2 separate regions of the Anas platyrhynchos genome follow, and region 2 is linked to region 1. Evidence: chromatin contacts called from public Hi-C data. All regions are on one chromosome and are shown on one strand. The core of a region is the stretch at or near the end of the contact, and the rest is flanking DNA. Distances in the headings are between cores, read along the strand shown. Region 1 holds the start of NUP214 (nucleoporin 214). Region 2 holds the start of ABL1 (ABL proto-oncogene 1, non-receptor tyrosine kinase).

What was found. Hi-C and Micro-C count contacts between places; a contact is called where the count stands out from the background.
Region 2: a contact with region 1 is called in a Hi-C map of subcutaneous adipose tissue, with 1.9 times the contacts expected there. The contact joins the promoter of ABL1 here to the promoter of NUP214 in region 1. A contact is called at or near these places in 2 of 8 Hi-C or Micro-C datasets (skeletal muscle and subcutaneous adipose tissue).

What each region holds. Positions count from the first base shown.
Region 1 is chr18:10,115,512-10,120,948 of IASCAAS_PekinDuck_T2T, forward strand. It overlaps NUP214 (nucleoporin 214), which reads right to left and starts at 2,819. Exons shown (of 36, transcript XM_072025461.1): 1 at 2,663-2,819; 2 at 1,329-1,524; 3 at 381-532. The coding sequence starts at 2,704. AIF1L (allograft inflammatory factor 1 like) reads right to left here. Exons shown (of 5, transcript XM_027470841.3): 5 at 4,381-5,437.
Region 2 is chr18:10,243,071-10,248,276 of IASCAAS_PekinDuck_T2T, forward strand. It overlaps ABL1 (ABL proto-oncogene 1, non-receptor tyrosine kinase), which reads right to left and starts at 3,367. Exons shown (of 12, transcript XM_027471158.3): 1 at 2,793-3,367; 2 at 2,278-2,629. The coding sequence starts at 2,413.

The sequences.
Region 1 (5,437 bases), core at 1,569-4,068:
GACGAATATTTGAGACAGTCAGACAGAGCATGAAAATAAGTTCTCACAAAGTCACAGTCCAAAGCAGTTCTGGTTCCCCAATAAATTAACAACTGATGGAAATAAGTTGGGTAACAGTTTTTAAGCTAAAAAGGGTACATTTACATTAGACAGTAGGAAGAAGTTGTTTACTCTGAGGGTGGTGAGGCATTGGACCAGACTGCCCAGAGAAGCTGTGGATGCCCCATCCCGGGAAGAGTTCAAAGCATGTTTTGAGTTTTTCATTAAACTCCTTTACAAGACAGAGAGGCAGAAAATCCCACCCGAGGCATGACACTTCTTGTGTTCTAATCTGGGTCAAAGAAGAAAAAAAAAGAAAAACAACTTTGCATGTACTTTACCTGATTAAAGAATGTGCGGACATCAAAAAAGCCGATGAAGGAACCGATGTCACTGGACATCATACAGACCGACAGCGTGAGGTTATCGCAGCTTAGAGCCAAGTGCTGCACAGGGAACTTCAGGGGAACTACGGTACTCTGGACATTCTCCACTTGAAACACAAAAGGCAAGTAAGATAGGATGAAGTGTACAAATTTAAAGAGCAAAAACTTTTAAAACAACACAGAAAGGACAAGTTTATGCAAAAGTCACTTAACAGACAGTCCTACAAACAGCAGCTGTCAGAGCTGATGCAGCAAATGCACTGAGTGAAGGCAAACCCCTTCATCTCTATCTATACAATCTCCAGAGTCTCTCAAATTTCTCAGAAAAGAAAATGTCCCTTTCCTTCCTCAGTAATCTGCAAGAACAACTAAGCAGACGTATTTTAGGTTTTCCTTGCAGTGCATATGGGAACTTTGGGTAGCACAGTTACTAAGGACAAGATGAGAATGAAAACCAAGTGGTTTTCATTGCCAGCAAATTTTTATGCCACCAAATGCACTTTGGTTTTGAGGTGGCAGAACAGTCACTGCTTCCTCTCTCGCAGGACAGTCCAAACAGAGAAACTGGTGTGAGAACTGTGTCCCCCTCTCCACTCGCTTACATCCCTGACGCACACACATGCCCACGGCTCAGAGACTGGCTACCACAAGAGCAGGTACCCAAATGTGACTGGAACCTGAAAAGGCACAACCAGCGTCCTGGTGGCTTGATCCCACTGATTCTACTTCATTTCAGTTAGAGGCACAGCAAATACTGGCCCTGCCTTCTTATACAAGAAAACACAGGAATTTCAAATGCGCCAAAGACCACAACGAGGACTGTGTCAGAAGCCAAGAGCTCCATAGCATGAAACCCACACAAAGCTGTCTCTGCAGCGACCACGAGCCACAAACGCGCCTCACCGATTTTATTGGGATCTTCTCCCAGCTGATTCTGCATGAGAAGATTCCTGGTCTGGAAGATCTGCAGGCTGGTTCCCCCACCAGCAAAGACCAGCCCGTACTTGTTGGACACGGCGAGGAGGCTGGAGCGCTCTTTGGGGAGATCGTCAGGAGCGTCGAAGATGCGGACCTTCTTCAGTGCTCTGAACTGAAAATCCTGTTGTGGGAGAGAGCAGACATAGCTGTACGCGTGCAGACGAAGAGGAAGACTTCACTTCGGTTTCTCTAAGACAATAAGCTGAAAGTCTCTCCACAAGAGCTGCAGAACACCCACATCCATGCTACCACTGGCCAACCTATCACCTTTTCTGTCTTCCCTAAGTAATACAGAGATCACACAGCAGTTTTGCCTGGTGTGTCTCTCTTCTACCCAACAGCCTGTTTTCATAAAACTTGTAGGAGCTGAACTTGAGGCATCTAACTCCTCTCAGAAATATGCCTGAAACTAGACAATTGTCACAGAAGAGGAAAAAAGGAAAGAAAAGGGAACATAGCAAAGATAAAATGTGATAGAATAAAACCTGTTCCCTTAAAGCTACAAAGCGCACAAGGTGTAGTTAGAGCACTCTATCTAACACCACTAATTCAAATCAAGCCTCAGGTTTTTGGTTCATTTTGCCAAAAATGGAGTAAAAAAAAAAAAAAAAGCATGGAGTAAATGCATTTCTGCAACCTAGGAGGACTGCAGGAGCTCAGAACCCTCTGCAAAACGAGCAGCCCAGGTGCCTGAGCAGGAAGCAGCTGCACAAATCCACACAGGCTCGAGCAGCCTGCACAAACAGCCCCGTCCTGCTCACACAGCCTGGGACACACACGGGCAGGCTGGGCTGGCAGCAATGCTCGGCTTCGTGCTGCCCAAAGGCAGAAAACCACACACACAGCCAGCACTGTTCCCAAAAGCAGATTCCCCACAGAAGGCCCGCCCAGGAGACCTCAGAACCCCCCAGGAGACCTCAGAACCCCCTCCCTGCTCCCCAACAGCCTCCCCCTGCAGCTCAGAAGAAACCCAGCAGAGCCCCCAGCCCCTCCTGCCCCCAGGCTCCCCCAAACCCACTTTCCACCACACCCCAAGCCAGCCTCTCCCCCCAGCCCTCCACAAACACCCCCAAACCCCTGAGGATCCCCCCCAAAAGCCCCCCCCAGCCCCTCCCCCACCCCCGGTGCCCCCCCCCAGCCTAGGCCGAACCCCCCCAAGCCCCCCATAACCGCTCCCCCCCGGCAGCCTGCCACCCCCTGCGTGCCCAGGGCCGCCCCCCCACTCTCCACAGGCTGCTGGCTGCCGGCCCTCGCCCTGCCTTCATCTCCCGCTCGGGGATCACGTTCATGTCGTCCCCCATGGCTCCAGCCCGGCCCCCGCCGCCTCAGCGCCGCCGCCGGGGAAGCTCCGCTCGCTTCCGCTTCCGGCGGGGCCGCTCTAGCCGCGCTACTCTATGATCCGGGGGAGGAGTCCTCCAAGGGAGGGGGGGCGGAGGGGAAAATAAGGGGCGGCTGCTGGGGGTGGGGGGGGATGCCGAGGCTGTGGTTAATCAAAGTTAATAAATTTGTGCTGTTTGGGTGTTCCTGAGTCGGGTCTGTGCTGATTATGGGCGGGGGGCTGCTGCAGGGCACACCCCAAAGCCATGAGGGGACCCCAATGAGGGGACCCCAACGAGGGGACCCCATGGCGCTGAGGGGACCCCACAGCCCTCAGGGACCCACCGGGGCCAGGCGTTGGCACAGATCTGGCTGCCAACGAAGCCGGAGCCTTCCCTCCCAGCCCATCAACCTCCACGGGGCTGTGGTGCTGCTTTTATGGGTCCAACAGCACTGGAGCCCCAAGGAAACCCCAGTCCCTTCATGGGGGTAAATGTGGTCTGGTGCTTGAGGCTGGTCCTTGTGCACCACCAGGCACACGCTGAGGTGGAAACGATGAAGCACTGTGAAGGGAAGGCACCCTTATGGTGCTTTGAGGCCCCAGGAAAGTAGCTCTTGGTCAGAGCAAGGCCCAGCTGTCCTTCATGAAGTTATCTGGGTTGGAAGGGACCTCCAAGGTCACCCAGCCCAACCTCTGACCTAACACTAACAAGTCCTTTGTTAAACCATATCACTGAGCTCTACATCTAAACATCTTGTAAAGACCTCCAGGGATGGTGACTCACCAACTCCCCTGCGCAGCCCATTCCAATGCCTAACCCTTTCAGTAAAGAAGTTTTTCCTAATATCCACGTGTCTTTCCTCGCTTCCTCCCAGCTGAAGCTCACAGGGTCACCTCCCACCCAGGGAGCACATCACCCCAACGCTTAGCCCTGTGGTGACACAGACACAGCACAAAAGGCTGTTCCCAGCTCCAGGAGCTTGCACTGCATTTTATCTAAGATCAGAAAGACATGGACTTCCACAGAGGTAACAGTAGTGATACGTGCAGGTAGTGACCTGAAGCGTGGCAAACCACATCTAAATTCCCACATGATCCTTTTCTTCTTCCCCTCTAACACAACAGCAGCTTTCACACACAGCACAGAAATGCAGGTGCATTCCTAGAGGCTAACGGGCAGCGGAAAGCAGACAGGGCTGTGATCTCAGGGCAGTTCTGTCCTTTTGAAGAACACGTGGATAAAGCATACCCACTCATTCCCCCAGGAAGCCCGGTTTCCATTTTGATAACTCACGTCTGATAAGAACCTCAGGCAATTGCTTCAAGAGCAGAGAGCATGAAAAAAAGTAATCTTACATGAGAAGCATTGCAAGTGTCTGCTCCTGATAAACAAGTCATTCCTTAAAACAAGCACTCCCACCTGTTTTCTTTAGAGAAAATCAGAGGCTGGCTTTCAGGAGGTGGCCTCTGCATTTTGTAACACAAACCCAAAGGCATTCGGTCAGTTATTACACAGATAAAGATCAGATCAAGGCAGTGCAAACCAAGATCTATTTAAGGGTTTATATTAACCAACTTGGAAAACAGCTCAACTAATCTGCAGCCAATCATTTGGACCAAGCCTCCGAAAAGCTAAACTAAACACACTGACACACAGTATAGCTTCAAAAGATTTATTTTCAGTCTTCAAAGTAGACTGGTGCTGCTCTTACAATTTTTCTCTCTCCATTGCAGTTTTGGTTTTCATGCAAACAGTAGTGAGAATGTTTTTTTTAAATAAAAGTGCAGCCTTTGGCAGGAACAATAAGCCTAGTAGAGTTAATCATCTGTATTTTCCTTTAAAATTTATTAAACTGTGATTTTAAAAAGTTAAAAGCTGCCAAGAACATTTAAGAAAAAAAATGGGGAAGGGCAAAGAGCAAACATCTGGATTCCAGAAGTTGTGTATAGAGCAAGAATCACTGCAATAACCAGAGCGTGGATAGCACAGTCCCAGCTACACCTGGTCCCAGCTCTTACTCTGCATTTACAGCCACTCTTTGCAAGCTTGAGGGCTTACATAGCAGGAAAATGTGCCCAATAGTCCCACGGGACCAAGCTGAAACACATGCAGAGAAGTCTGCAAAATCAGAAAGAGCAGCTGCATGAAGAAAGATCCTCATCCTTAGCTGGTCTGGAAAAATCTTGCAGGGCTCAGAGTTTGGTCACCCAGCTTCCTTTCACTTGAAGCTTCTGTTTCCCCCTAAGCCTTCCTGAGGGGCTGCAAAGGCGTAACAGCAGGCTTGTTTCTACACCTGACGGACAAGACAACTACCTGTTCAGAGATTATGCTCCTGGTCAGAGACTTAAGCGGAGATTTATTAGGAAGACAACCATAGATTAGCTCTAATCATCCTCATGTGCTGGTGTTGGGCTCCCCTCCCCAGAATAGGGTTGCAGTTTGCCCCTTTTCAGATCAGGGATGTGACTTACCTTGCTGTTTGCCTCTCTTGCTATGGTTGATCAACAAGTCTCAGAGGCCAAGGAAAAAGCAGAGCAAACCAGAAAGGGGCAGGGGGAAAGATCTAAGGCTAAACGGGTCAGTGGCTTTCCCTCAGCTGAAAGAGAGCCTTGGCAGAACTCATTTCTTTAGCTTCCAAGTACCTCGGTTTTCACATGGGTTTATCCACCAGGATTGCCAGACTCCTCCAGTCTGTCAGCCTTTGGTTTATAGCAT
Region 2 (5,206 bases), core at 2,117-4,616, 130 kb after region 1:
TATCACTAAGGGTTAGCTTTAAGCAGCCCTTAAGGCAGGCCCAGTCAGAAAATCCACACACAGTGGTTAGCATTCAGAAGAACCCATGTAATGAAAATGCTGAAAGACAAACATGGAAACAATTCAAGTCCTAAGAAATCCCAATCTACTTTTATAAGATGCACCCTACAGCACCACTTCTGAATAGCACTGAAACCACAAAACACTATTCTGTCCATCAGTTATAAAGTCAAGAGGTCATAAGGTCTGTATGTCAGATTATATATATATATATATTTCAAAGACAAAGTTATTGATTAAAAAAAAAAAAATGAGGGAGATGAATAACTTTCTACAATGAGCTTTGCTTCCTCAGTATTTTTCTAGATATTTTAAGACATCATTTTTCAGGCTAGAAGGAGCCCAAACTCAAAATAGAGCTGAACAACACAGAACCGGTGGTACAGCCTTCTCCTGCCAGCACCACGAAGAACCATTTCATTTACTCAAAGGCAGAAACTTTTCCTCATGCAGCTAAGTGAGGCTGATCTGTTGCAGTTCTCCGAACAGATGTACTGGCCTTGATGTCCCCTTTCAAGTTTATTCTTTTCTAAATCAAGCCACCGAGGTCTCTCGTGGACATATGGTACACGGACATTATAGCTGCTGTTTTTCTTTCCAAATGTACTGGGATCTTCTGACCTGGGGTCACACCAGCATAAAGTTACCATCTGCCTGCTCCTGTTACATGATCAAAAAGGAGCGTTTCTGGCTCTTCTGCTACATCAAAACACCAAAGGTGGGTAGAATATTGCACTGCTTGCGGCGAGGGCTTGCTGTATCTCATCTGACCTTGAAACTCTGTCCAAAGTAGCAAAAGCAGCGACCAAACCGGGGTTGGAGGAGTGGGTGTAGCACGGTGCGGACAGCACAGCTCGGAAAAGTCCTGCAGCAGGTTTATCATCGGGGGGCTAAGTTAGCACTTACTCCCCAACCTTCCAGTAATTACCTCCAATATCCAAATAACCTCAGCGCACAAACACTGGGCAAAAATCAGAAGGAAGAGCTGTGACTCAAAGTAGTATTTCAGTACATCTCTGCTGGTGTCTCTGCTAAACGCTGCGCAGGATTTCTTGGTCCCTTCTAGAAACACAGGGTAAGAGAAAGTTTGAAAGCAAAGCCCGGGTAAAGTGAAACCAAACCAAAGCTGTTCCACTTACTGGTGGGTTATGTTCTCAGAGAGCAAACATTTTCATTTTTGATTAGATGAAGACTATAGACACAGTTTCATTTTGTTCACAGATAAACTTTCCTGTGAGGTCAGAACCGTCGAAGAAGCTTTACGAAAATCCTACCCACCAGCCTGGGACAGAGGCCTACTGCACGTTTTCTCAAAGACTATTAGAACTGAAAAACCACTGAGCAAAAGCAAGGATTACTCCAAAAAGTACCAGAGAAACAATTCATTTCTGTGCCTAACTTTTGAAAGAGATGCCTTTAGCTGAGATCTCTTCTGACATTTAAAAAAACAAATAAATCATTTGCAACATTTACAAAGCCAACCAAGTTCTAGTGCACTTTTAATCTGCTGTGATTTCCTGAGATTCTTGACCCCTTCTTAATTGGTGGGATGCCAACAGGTGAAAGGGCTGCTATACCCCTAACTCGGCCACTTTTAGCCTCTTGCACTTAAATCCATCACAGCACAGGATCAGCGCTTAACTGGCTATGAGAAACCACTAACCAAAAGTGCTGTAAACACACCGAACAAATTAACAAGGAACTATTTTATTCCCACCAGTTGTCACAACAGCACTATCCACAAAGTTTCCAAAGCAGGCTATTTTTTTTTCCAAGTAGTAGAACCCCTTTTGTAAAGATAATTGAAAACACTTGTCAGTGGCAATAGCATCACCATCAGCTGTGGTTCATCAATACCTACGAAATAAACTACTCAAAAAGGATGAAACACTTACATAGACCTTAAAAACAAACAAACAAACAACAAACATATCCAGGGCAAGAATGAGAAGCTTGTAGGACGTTAAAGAGCTACTTCCTTGTATTCCATGTTTAGCAGAATCACAGCCCAGGTTTTGAGTAATCTGATGCACGTGGAGTAATTTCATAAGAAACAATCACAGAAGATTCACCTTAAGCACGAAGGGAGAGCAAACAAAAGACTTCCATGAAGAACAGCATTTTTGTACCTGCACTATGCACTTCAGCAAACACATGCCACATCCATGTGGGTAAATCAAAATTAAACCAAGAGAAAAACCAGCTGAAACACCTTACCATGTTCGACGAAGACGTTACAGTGCGGGCCCCCATGCCTCGATGACTCCTTCTTCCCTGCTCCTTTGATAAAGTGCAGGGCGGGCAGACTTGGCCTCCTTTGGTCCCCAAGAACTTTTCCAGGCTGCTGCCCCATAAAGCAGCTATGGGCAGCCTTTCCCAGGACGAGAAGCTTCAGCAAAGTCCGTGACCCCCGATCTTCCAGGCTGGGAAGGAGCTCTGAAGGAGAATTCGCTTCAGGTGGGCGTGCTGGCTGCACTCACCACGTAATAAAGTCACTTGAGGCAAAGACCCAAGGCAAGCACGGCGTCTCCCAACGCTTTCGGTGACAGCAGCAAGGCTTCTTAGGTGGCTTGACGAAAACAAAAAAAAGGAAAGTTAAAGAGTTCCGATCCTAACAAGTGTCACCAAACAAGTGTCACCGAAGTTTCACGTCGCCGTCCGCGGCGTGTCTTCCACCGAGGGCAGCAGGGTCAGGTCACCTCACGCACGCCAGACCCCGCGTGTAGGCTCACCCCGGGCAGGAAACGCTCATTCCCCCCCCCAGCGACCAGCGTCGAGGCTCCTTTTTTTCCTTCTTCTTCTTCTTCTTCTTCGTTCTCCTTTTTTTCTTTTTCCTTTTCTTTCGCATAGCATTGAGCCGGCCAAGGCCAACCAGCCGGCACCCCCCCACCCACCACCCCAAAGGCTTCAGGCGGCCCGGCGGGGGCACCTCAGAGCCCGGCGGCCTCCGGCCTCCCCCGGCCTCGCCTCGCCTCCTGCCGTGCCTCTCCCTCGGGGCGAGCTGGGGGGGTGCCGGGGGGCCATGGAGGCCGTCGAAGCAGCTCTGGGCCCGCTCTCGGCTGCCTGCCCCCGGCCTTCCTCACGGGGAGGAGGAGGAGGAGGAGGAGCGGGGGCTGCAGCCGGGCTCCTGCAGGGAGGCTCCCGCACAGCACCCCCGGGAGGCCGAGCGGGGCCGGCTGCAGGAGGAAAGGAGGAGGAAGGGGAGGCTGACAGGAGGAAGGGGGACAAAGCTGAGGAGGGTGAGGGGGGAGAGACCCCCGGGAGAGGGGAGGGAGATGGCGGAACCCGCGGCCGGCAGGCGGTCACAGCCCCTTCCGGCCCCTCCTCCGCCATCGCCGCCGCCTCCCGCCCGCTGCCGGGCCCTGAGGGGGGGGCACGAGGCTGTGAGGAGAAATAGGGCTTGGATTGGGGAGAAAATGAGGGAAATGGGGGCTGTGAGGGAATAATGAGCGCTGAGGGGATGGGGAGCGAAGCCGTGAGGGGAATGGGGGTGCCACGGTGGGGTTTGAGGGGGTGCCCCCGCGTCCCTCAGGATGAGGGGGAGCTGAGGGGAACGGGGTGAAGGTGGAAAGGGCAGGTGGGAGAGGTGTTTGTTCATATTACAGCACGCAATGGTGCGAATTGAGGATTAAAGTTGGGCTCTTCCCCTACGCGGAGCACAGCCAAGGGCCCGGAGAGCTCACGGCACAGCCCTTGTCCCTGTTCGAGGCCACCCAAGTGGCTTCCTCCGCCTGTCAAGGAAAGCTGGCTGACCCTCGGACCACCTACAGCCCCCCTGCCATGAGGGATTTAAGACCCCAGGACAGCTCAGGACCCTGCGTTCCCCGCAGGGATGTGGAAGGATGAGGAGACCTCGACCTAGGCAGCTGCACGCCCCGCCAGCAGCTCCTCCGCAGGCAGGGAGCAGTCGTCCTGCCTGCACAAAGGACTTGGCTTCAGCGGATATGCAAAACTTGACACCGAAAACATCCACAGAGGCCACTGGAAGAGGCAATAAAACAAACACAATTTTATTTGTGCACCATTCTGTACCACGCCAGAGTTAAACCCCGCTTTGTTCAACCCGTTAGCTGTGCAGCACACGCGGTCCCCACGCTGCGGGGCACAGCCCGTGACGCCGGAGATGTTTTAGTTCCTCGTACATTCTCCGCTTCACCTTGGGAATAGAGGAGGGTTGAGGCAGCAGGATGAGGTCAGGGTGTCTTGGTCAAAGGTCTGCGTCTGCTCCCACTTGACAATGGGAGAACACACAAATGCAATTTCTGCAGTAGCCTCCTGCTCGGGGTAACCATCTGGCCACAGAGTGGCTTGTTTATACGGGCTCCTCCCTTGTGACAAATCCAAACACACTCCACATCTACGCCACACTCAAGGTCCCTGGCTGACATGTATTTTTCATCTTCCTGCAATAGCATTTGAAACATAGCCCTTCTTTCAGGCCTAAGGGATTCTCCACACCTCTGCTGCGCCCGCCTGCTCCTACATTGCTAATTCTCAGCCAGGAGACTGATCCCAAACCATTTTTATTGCATTTTCCCCTTAGTGACTCAAGTACCAATGGTGTTTGTGCTACACACGCAGCAGAGAGAAATTCTGCAACGTTGCCCTGAGACAAATCCAGGGGCACAGCCCCTCAGCAGAATTTCTCCAGGTTTATCTCAGTAATGGAGATCAGCTTTTCACGACGATGATCTATCTACTCAGCTCCAATGCATACCCGGGCTGATCCCACGGATTGAAGGAAAATGAAGAAACAGCTGTCTGTCAACACAGGCTGAGCAACCTGAGGGAAATTTCTTACTAGATTAGTCAGTACCCACCACTCCTTAACGAAAAAATTGCTCCCTTCTGAGCGCAACAGGAGCATTCTGGATAATCTCTATCAGGTACCGTGGTAGGACTGAAGCAGAGTGAAATCCAGAAGAAATTTCAGTACCTTTTCCATTTACCTTCCCTTACACGGGGGGTTGTTACATCCAACAGCTGCCGTGATATTTTCTCCATTTCCCCTGTAACAATATCTTAAACCACTTGACCGAATACCAAGCCTCACCACGTTAATTGCCAGTCCTCAGAAACCTGAGACAACCATTTCGAGACTGCCTTTCATCTCAGTGGGATTTCAGTATCTTCCAGGGTCTGCTCG